Linked DNA regions of Mus musculus: region 1 is linked to region 2. The links are chromatin contacts, called in public promoter capture Hi-C maps. All regions are on one chromosome and are shown on one strand. Each heading gives the region's core, a stretch centred on a gene start, on an enhancer-like site or on the middle of the called end of the contact. The rest is flanking DNA. Distances are from core to core; before and after follow the strand shown.

Region 1 (4,154 bases), core at 145-2,644, 240 kb before region 2:
ACTGCAATAGGGCATCTCTGTCCAGTGGCCCTGTTGGACTCTTCTTTGTCTGGTCACGTTGTCTCAGGCCAGCTGGCAAGAGCATGTTCTTAGGGATGAATTTTGGGGAACAAATTAAGCACTCTCCAGACAGATATTCCCTGGTCCTTTTGGGATTTCATGTCTTGTTCTCAGCTACCTAGAATCACTCCTTCCCACATACAAAGGGATGCCCTGGCCTGTGCTCCTACCTCAGGATCCATTTCTTGTAGCTCACAGTCCAGCTGTTCTAGCTCTTCAGGGCTCAGGGTCCTTAGGATCTCATCTTCGTCGATGTCTCTGTATTTCTCCAGTTCCTTCTGATAGGATGACATGGTGGCCCCTACCCCTTCCCCACGGTGTGACACTCACAGCCTGGGGGACATGAGAAAAGTTGTTGGATGTGGACACTGAGGGCACAAGAAGTCCAGCCATAGTTAGGACACTGACCTTAGAGACTAGAGTCTGCCAGGGATGGGAAAATCAGATAGTTCACTGTTAGTTTCCCTCCTAGTCCCTGCACTTTCTAGCCATTCTAGATGGGGATTCTAGTCTCCAGGCTGGGTCTATCCACCCACCGTGCGATGGAGAAATCCTGGTAGCACCCTCCCCTACAACCTTACCCGGCAACGTCTCTTGCCCTGACACAGCTGCTGGAGGCCCTGCCAGCACAGCTGGCTCCACGCCCAGTTCCTATTGAAAGGTGGGAGGGGGAGGCAGAGAGCTCCAGGAAAATTCCTCCTTTCTTCCCCATTACCCAGGCCTGTTGGAAACTGGTAAGCAAGGAGGCTTGACTGGGTTAGAGTGGTTGCCTCTAATGACACCCTCACTCCCTCCTTCATTGTCAAGGACCAAGACCTCACTTTCTGTGTTTGCTAAAAGTCTAAATCAGAAGGGAAAGTAAGGCTTAGAAGCTGGGGCACTTCCAGATTGGGGGAAGGGCAGTGTGGCCTCAGAAGGCATTCGGTTCCCATAATCTGTCACCAGAAAGGTGACACTGGAACCCTGGGTAAAAGAAGAAGAAGAAGAAAAAAAAGTCTTCTAAATGAGGAGGTGGGATGATAAACTTGCACCACCTTTCAGTGGGAAAAACAGTCAAGCTCTAAATACATACCACACTCAACATGGAAGGTGATACTGAGCGTGAGGCACTGACAAGGCAGCTACAGAGTCAAGACAGAAACATCGGCGGCAGGACACAGCAGAGACATGCCAACTCTCTTCCCCTAGGCCCACTCTGCCATCTCCCACCAGGCTCTCACCCGTAAGACCCCTTGTTCCCACCTACCAGTCCCAATGGTCACCTCTCACCTCCCCTTGTCAGTTGGTCCGTCTGTTCTACTGGGACACTGTCCGGTCAGCAGGAGGAGTCTGGTGCCGGGGGAGAGCGTGGGGGAACAGTGAGCTCAGCATTTTATTATTTTAGCTCTGGCCAGGTGGGGAGTGGTGGGAGATCACATATACACAGACCCCATACCTTGCCCAGCCCTGAGAGCCTCTAGTGGCCAGTATCAGCCATGACATGTCCTCTTTCCCTGCAAGCAGAGTCCTCCAGTGGAGAATCAGATGACTCCTACGGTAGGGTACCAGTTCTGCTCAAAGCACTGAATAGAAGATGATGTATCAATGTAACAGCCATTGTGCCTCACACCTGAATTCCCTTGACAGGGGACACTAAGATAGGACTGCTACAAGACGGAGAGCAGCATGAACTTCATGGTGAGCTCAAAGCCTTGTAGTAATTTTTTTTTCCTTTTTAACTTTTTTAAAAGGGAGAGGGGGCACATGCCTTTAATCGTAGCACTTGGGAGGCAGAGACAGGCAGATTTCTGAGTTCAAGGTCCAACCTGGTCTACAGAACAAGTTCCAGGACAGCCAGGGCTAGAGAAACCATGTCCTGAAAAAACGAGAGAGAGAGAGGTCTCAGGTGGTTAAGACTGCTGCACAATTGTGAGGTCCCCGCACCTACATAACAGCATAACAGGGTGGCAGACACAGGAACATTGGGGGCTTGCTGGCTCCTGATAGCCTAGAGAACAGGAGCCCAGGTTCAGAAAGAGAGCCTGTCTCAAAGGATAGGTGGAATTACAGATGACCCTGCCTGGCCTCTGCATAGGTGCACCACCCGACACGTGGTTGTATACATAGACACATACAGAGACACACACACTCAGTGTAAGGATTTTGTTCTGGTATTTAAGAGACTATGTACTGGCTGGTTTTATGTGTCAATTTGACACAGGCTGGAGTTATCATGGAGAAAGGAGCTTCAGTTGAAGAAATGCCTCCATGAGATCCAGCTGTAAGGCATTTTCTCAATTAGTGAACAAGGGGGAAAGGCCCCTTGTGGGTGGGACCATCTCTGGGCTGGTAGTCTTGGGTTCTGTAAGAGAGCAAACTGAGCAAGCCAGTAACATCCCTCCATGGCCTCTGCATCAGCTCCTGCTCCCTGACCTGCTTGACTTCCTTTGGTGATTAACAGCAATGTGGAAAGTATAAGCTGAATAAACCTTTTCCTCCTCAACTTGCTTATTGGTCATGATGTTTGTGCAGGAATAGGAACCCTGACTAAGACAGACTAAGAGAGTTAAATATGGATAACCCAGGTAAGTGTAATAAAAATGATAGACATGAGTGCAGGCATCTTTATGACACCCACTACTTAGTAAATACATGCTACTTAAAAGGACAGAGCAGGAACAGTGATTTACCCCTCTAGGCCCAGCGCTTGGAAGGTTGACATGGGAGGCTTGCTTGAGCCCAGGAGTCTGAAATTAGTCTGGATAAATTAGCAAGAACTTGTGGTTTATTTATTTATTTATTTGTTTTTTTTTTTTTCCAAGACAGGATTTGTCTGTTTAGCCCTGGCTGTCCTGGAACTCACTCTGTAGACCAGGTTGGCCTCGAACTCAGAAATCCCCCTGCCTCTGCCCCAACCTTACACATCAGACAAAAAGGATTTTACCATTTTATTAGATTAAAAAAATGAAGAGCACAAGTAAATGAAATGAACTAGGGAGGAACTGAGGGAAACAAGGGCGAAGGTTGGCAGAAGGGAGGGCGGAGTGGAGAGCCAGGTCAGGAGAGGGACTGTCTAGGGGTCAGGTGTCTCTATTTGATGACAATCTTCTGACGCAAGGCTCGAGGCCCAGAGCCAGGTAGTGGCTCGGGGGGTGGGGGCCCGGGGCCCAGCGCCGAGGCGGTGGGTGGAAGTCCGTGGGCAGTGATGTACTTCTTGTACGCCTCACGGATGATCTTGAAGGCTCTAGCAGTGGCATAGGGTATGTCTGTAACAGGGTCCCGGTACAAAGCTGGACGGTGGGTCACTGGGCAGACCTCCCGCACCGGGACCTTCGGGGGTCGCCCCTGGGGGAACCACTCTTCAAACGTTGCATCATCACTGAACGTGATGAAGGTGCGAGAGCAGTGAGCAGGAGGGGTGGCAGCGGCAGCTCCAGTCCCGGTCCCAGCATGTGGAGCCAGTGCAGAGGCTGTAGGAGCAGGATCAAGGCTGAGGGCAAGAGAAAAGTCACAAAATGCTGCGGAGACAGACAAAGGAAGGTGGTAGGCTAGGTTTGCTGGCTGTGACCTCAGTATTTACCAGGCCATGGGGCTGGAAAGATGGCTCAGCAGTTAAGAGCTGGGCTACTCTCCCAGGATAGAGGTTTGAGGCCTAGCACTCAAACAGTGGCTCACAACCGTCTGTAACTTCAGTTACACGGAATATGTCACCCTCTTCTGGCTTCAATGGGTACCAGGCCAGACAAAGCAGGCAAAACACTGATATACATTAAAATAAAATAAATAAATAAGCAAACAAACAAATAATAAAATAAAATAAAAAGTTGGGCATGATGCTTCACATTTGTGACCCCAATACTAAGGAGAAAGAGGCGGGTAGATCATGAATACTAGCCTGGGCTATATAAGGAGTTCCAGGCCAGCCAGAGCTACAGAGTAAGACCAACTCAAAACAAAACAACAGGAAGTGTCAGAGCCATTTGTCTGCTTCTCAAGTAGAGTAAAAGTCTGCCCGCCAGGCAGAGTCAAGGCAGGTCAGGGTCTGCTGCCAGATTTCCTGGCCTGCTGACATAAAACGTTAGGAAGAGATACACGTAAGGCTTGAGAGGAAGAGG
Region 2 (4,309 bases), core at 1,525-4,024:
TCCGTTGCTGGGATGAAATATTAGCAACAACAACAAAAAATTAGGAAAGGCTTTGGGATAATCTGTGTTCTGTGTAGAAGAATCATCAATAAAGATCTAATGGTCGCCGAGTGTGGTGGCGCACGCCTTTAATCCCAGCACTCAGGAGGCAGAGACAGGCGGATTTCTGAGTTCGAGGCCAGCCTGCTCTACAGAGTGAGTTCCAGGACAGCCAGGGCTACACAGAGAAATTCTGTCTCGGAAAAACAACAACAACAACAACAACAACAACAAAGACAAAATAAGTTAGGAGTTAGTCGGGGAACTAGCTTAGCTTATGGCCTAGGAGTTTGTAAATAATATTAAACATCTGAGTTGGTTCTCCCCTCACCCCCACCCAGGTAGTAAGGCATGGGTGGAAAAGCCCGAAGCTATAGAAAGGTTCATTTGGCTTATGCAGTTCTAGGTTACTGCACATCATTGCAGGGGGGCAAGGCAGGAACAACCTGAAGCAGCCTTCCACATTGGGAGGCAGGAGCAGAGAACGAGGCCGAGTGCATGCACCATTTTCTTGGCTTCCTTTTTTTCTCTCTTGATTCTCATACAATTCAGGGTCCAGCCCATGAAATGGGGCCACCCATAATCAGAGTGCTAGTCTCACCTCAGTTAACCAAACCCCTTTATAAGCACATCTGTAGGCCATCCTGAACTAGACTCTCTTCCTAGGTGACTCTAGATCGTGTCAAATTGACGAGTGAAAGAGTCCATCATGACAGTATAGGGAGGTCTAGGCTGGGCTGTGTAGAGAGCCTTGTAAGTGAGTCTGTAGAAAATACCCAACATAGAATGGTGACTCAAAAACAAACAAGGGCTGGAGGGATGACTCAGTGATTAAGACCATTTGCTGCTCTTGCAAATTGCTGATTTGATTCCAGCATTTGGTGGCTTACAACCACCTGTAGCTACAATTCCAGAGGAAACAGCACCCTCTTCTGGCTTTGAAAGACACCACACACATGTCCTGAACACCTGCAGGCAAAACACCCATCATACAAAACATTTTGAGAAGCAATGATGGTAGTTACTATTATTTTAGTATATGTATGGATGCAGCATGTGAGTGGCTGGTGCCCACACTGCAATATGATGTCAGACCCTATAGAACTAGAGTTACAGATGGTTACTAGCCACCAAGTAGGTTCTGTAAATCAAATCTGGGTCCTCAGGAAGAACAGCTATCTCTCCAGCCCCAAATAAACAAATCTTTTTTTTTTTTTTAAGAGCCACAGGGACATGTTCAAATAGATGGTAAACAGGGCTGGAGAGATGGCTCAGTGGCTAAGAGCACTGACTGCTTTTCCAGAGGTCCTGAGTTCAATTCCCAGCAACCACATGGTGGCTCACAACCATCTGTAATGGGATCCGATGCCCTCTTCTGGTGTGTATGAAGACAGCTACAATGTACTCATATAATAAATAAATAAATCTTTTTTAAAAAAGGATTGTATACACTAGAGTCTCTGAAGGAAATACAAGAGAATATTAGGCAAAATTAATATTCAGACAAATAATGTCTGGATTATATAGGAAAGAGCCTCTGTGGGGAGGGGAATCCTGGCCCCTGGGCTGGAAAAGTTCAGAGTAAAGGGTGGGTTGTGCCAGGTAGGGACTGAGGGATGCTGGGAGAACCTGGAGGCTATGTCGACTTGAATATGTTAAATATGCACCTCAGCCAATTGTTCTGGGTCAGAACTTCAACATCAATATTCTCTCATATGTGGAATCTAGGTGTGTTTGTATGTGTGTATTAGGTCAGGAAAGTAGAAAGGTGCTCATAAGGAAAAGGCTCTTTAGGGACCCGGGTGAAGGATTAGAAGGTAATAGAACACGTGTCAGTGGAAGCACGAAGGGTCTTCTTAGACAGGGAGGAGGAAGCAGGAAGACAGGGAAGGCACTGAGATGGGCACCAGTGAGGGTAGAGTAAAACGACATCTAGGATGAAAAGGCTGTAATGAAACCTATTGTTTTGTATGCTATCTTGAGGGGGCAGGGGAATTCCTCCACTGCCTCTAGTTCACTGTGGATTCTTTTTTCTTTTAATACAAGATCTCTCAGTAGTTCAGGTTGTCCTGGACTCTGAGTGTAGTCCAGAATGGTCTTGTACTGGAGGCATTCCTTCTGTTCCAGCCTTCTGAATACTAAGATTTTTCTCTTTCTCCCTCTTCTCTCCCCCCCACCCCCCCTTGTTCACCACATAAGTGCCTGGTGCCCTCAGGGCTAGAAGAGGAGTTACAGGTGATTGTCAGCCACCCCGTGGGTGCTTAGATTCGAACCCCAGTGCTATAAACGTGGGCCATCTCTCCCCTTGGTTTGTATCTTTTCTACCTTTTATTGACTGTAACGGGGTAAACCACTGTATCTTATGCTTCGGCTTCTTATCTATCAAATAAGTTGATAATGCCTGCTCTATTGGCCGGCTCTGAGAAGTAAAACAGTAAGAGAGCTTGGGTCCAGTGATTCTTCAAGCCTTGTTTTTGATATTGATCCAAAAAGCACATGGTAACAGGTCCTGGTGCTTGTCCCACACGGCCTGCTCCTCCTGAATTGTCAGAATACTGGGATCTAGGCATCCCTACTGCAGTGGGATACGGGGATGCGGCCTTGTGCATTTCTGTCAGTCTTGGCGGCTACTCTGGACCAGGACTCCTCAAACGGCTTTATAAATACAGAGCCGGAGTCCTGACCCATGGAAGAGGCAGGCAGGAAGAAGAGAGGCGTGGCAAAGGACCACTTCCGTTTCCGGTGACGCTAGCGCTTTCATTTCTGTCGGCTGAGGTGACTAAGATGGAAGCGTTTTGGGAGTCACGGGCTGGCCACTGGGCCGGGGGTCCGGCTCCAGGGCAGTTTTACCGCATCCCGGCCACCCCCAGCGGCCTCATGGACCCGGCGTCGGCGCCCTGCGAGGGTCCCATCACTCGGACCCAGTGAGTCGCGCTCTCACCGCGCCGGGAATGGGCGGCGGGCCGGGATGCGGGGACCTCTGATGCGCGGGCGCCAGCAATCGGGGCTCCGGCCTCGCGCTCAGGGACCCTTTTCACGATTCAGGAACCCCATGGTGACCGGGACATCGGTACTCGGGGTGAAGTTCGACGGCGGAGTGGTGATTGCTGCAGACATGCTGGGCTCCTACGGCTCCCTGGCTCGTTTCCGCAATATCTCTCGTATTATGCGAGTCAACGACAGCACTATGCTGGGTGCCTCGGGAGACTACGCTGATTTCCAGTATTTGAAACAAGTTCTCGGCCAGATGGTGTAAGTCGCCTCCAAGTGGAGCGGACAGCCTTCCGTTTATTATTCCTGTAGGCGGGATGGAGGGACTTGAGACTTTGGGTAATTGTTGAGACATTTGTGAATGTTTGGAATACTTTTTGGTATTGGGGGGGGTGGTCTTGGATTGTAGAATTGTGTGTAGAACAGGGAGTGGGATGGGGAGCCTGACCTGTTATCATTGCTTTCTCAATTGTATTTAAGGATTGATGAAGAGCTGTTGGGAGATGGACACAGCTATAGCCCTAGAGCTATTCATTCATGGTTGACAAGAGCCATGTACAGCCGCCGCTCCAAGATGAATCCCCTGTGGAACACCATGGTCATTGGAGGCTATGCTGACGGAGAAAGGTATTTGATAACTTCCTTGACCGCCTAACCTAGCACCTATGTAGTGTCTCTTCAGTCTTTAAACAGAATGGTTCTTTACACTTCTTTTGGTATTTGTGCTTGTGTAGTACTGTGTGTGTGTTTGTGTGTGCATGCATCTTCTGCATTGTGGATTCTAGAGATCAAACTTGGGTCATCGGGCATGCTGGCAAGTGCCCTCACCACCGAGCTATCCTGCTTCCCCACCCTCAGGCACTTTGACCCCAGAGAATTTCCATCTTTTAATTCAGACCTAATGGACACAGCTAAGAAATGGAAGATTAGATCAGTTCTTTGATGTGTTTGTCCCTCTAGCTTCCTCGGTTATGTGGACATGCTTGGTGTAGCTTATGAAGCCCCTTCACTGGCCACTGGTTATGGTGCATACTTGGCTCAGGTAAGTAGTGGGCCTAGCGATGGGGAGAAGAGAAATAGAAATGAGAAGGCAATGTTAATCTCTTTCCCTTGGAATTTTGATAAGAGAGGCTGGAATCCTAACGTTGGGCAGCTGGTTTTCTTTGTCTAAGGAGAATACGTTTACATTAACTTCCAGTGACAAGAAACAGCCTTGGAATGGAAACAGTGGCAGCCCTAGGCTTCCCCACTTTTAAGAGAGTCTTAGCTGGGCATGGTG

What was found. Promoter capture Hi-C pulls out the DNA fragments that hold promoters and counts their contacts.
Region 1: a promoter capture Hi-C map of stem cell-derived epiblast-like cells shows a contact between it and region 2, with 3 times the contacts expected there. The contact joins the promoter of Tmod4 here to the promoter of Psmb4 in region 2. A contact is called at or near these places in 2 of 39 promoter capture datasets (embryonic stem cells and stem cell-derived epiblast-like cells) and 2 of 9 other capture datasets (adipose tissue and pancreatic islet).

What each region holds. Positions count from the first base shown.
Region 1 is chr3:95,121,754-95,125,907 of GRCm38.p6, reverse strand. Tmod4 (tropomodulin 4) reads right to left here and starts at 1,394. Exons shown (of 10, transcript NM_016712.4): 1 at 1,330-1,394; 2 at 231-393; 3 at 1-88. The coding sequence starts at 353. Vps72 (vacuolar protein sorting 72) reads right to left here. Exons shown (of 6, transcript NM_009336.2): 6 at 2,857-3,529. The coding sequence ends at 3,130.
Region 2 is chr3:94,885,423-94,889,731 of GRCm38.p6, reverse strand. It overlaps Psmb4 (proteasome (prosome, macropain) subunit, beta type 4), which reads left to right and starts at 2,774. Exons shown (of 7, transcript NM_008945.3): 1 at 2,774-2,963; 2 at 3,085-3,291; 3 at 3,511-3,657; 4 at 3,991-4,072. The coding sequence starts at 2,824.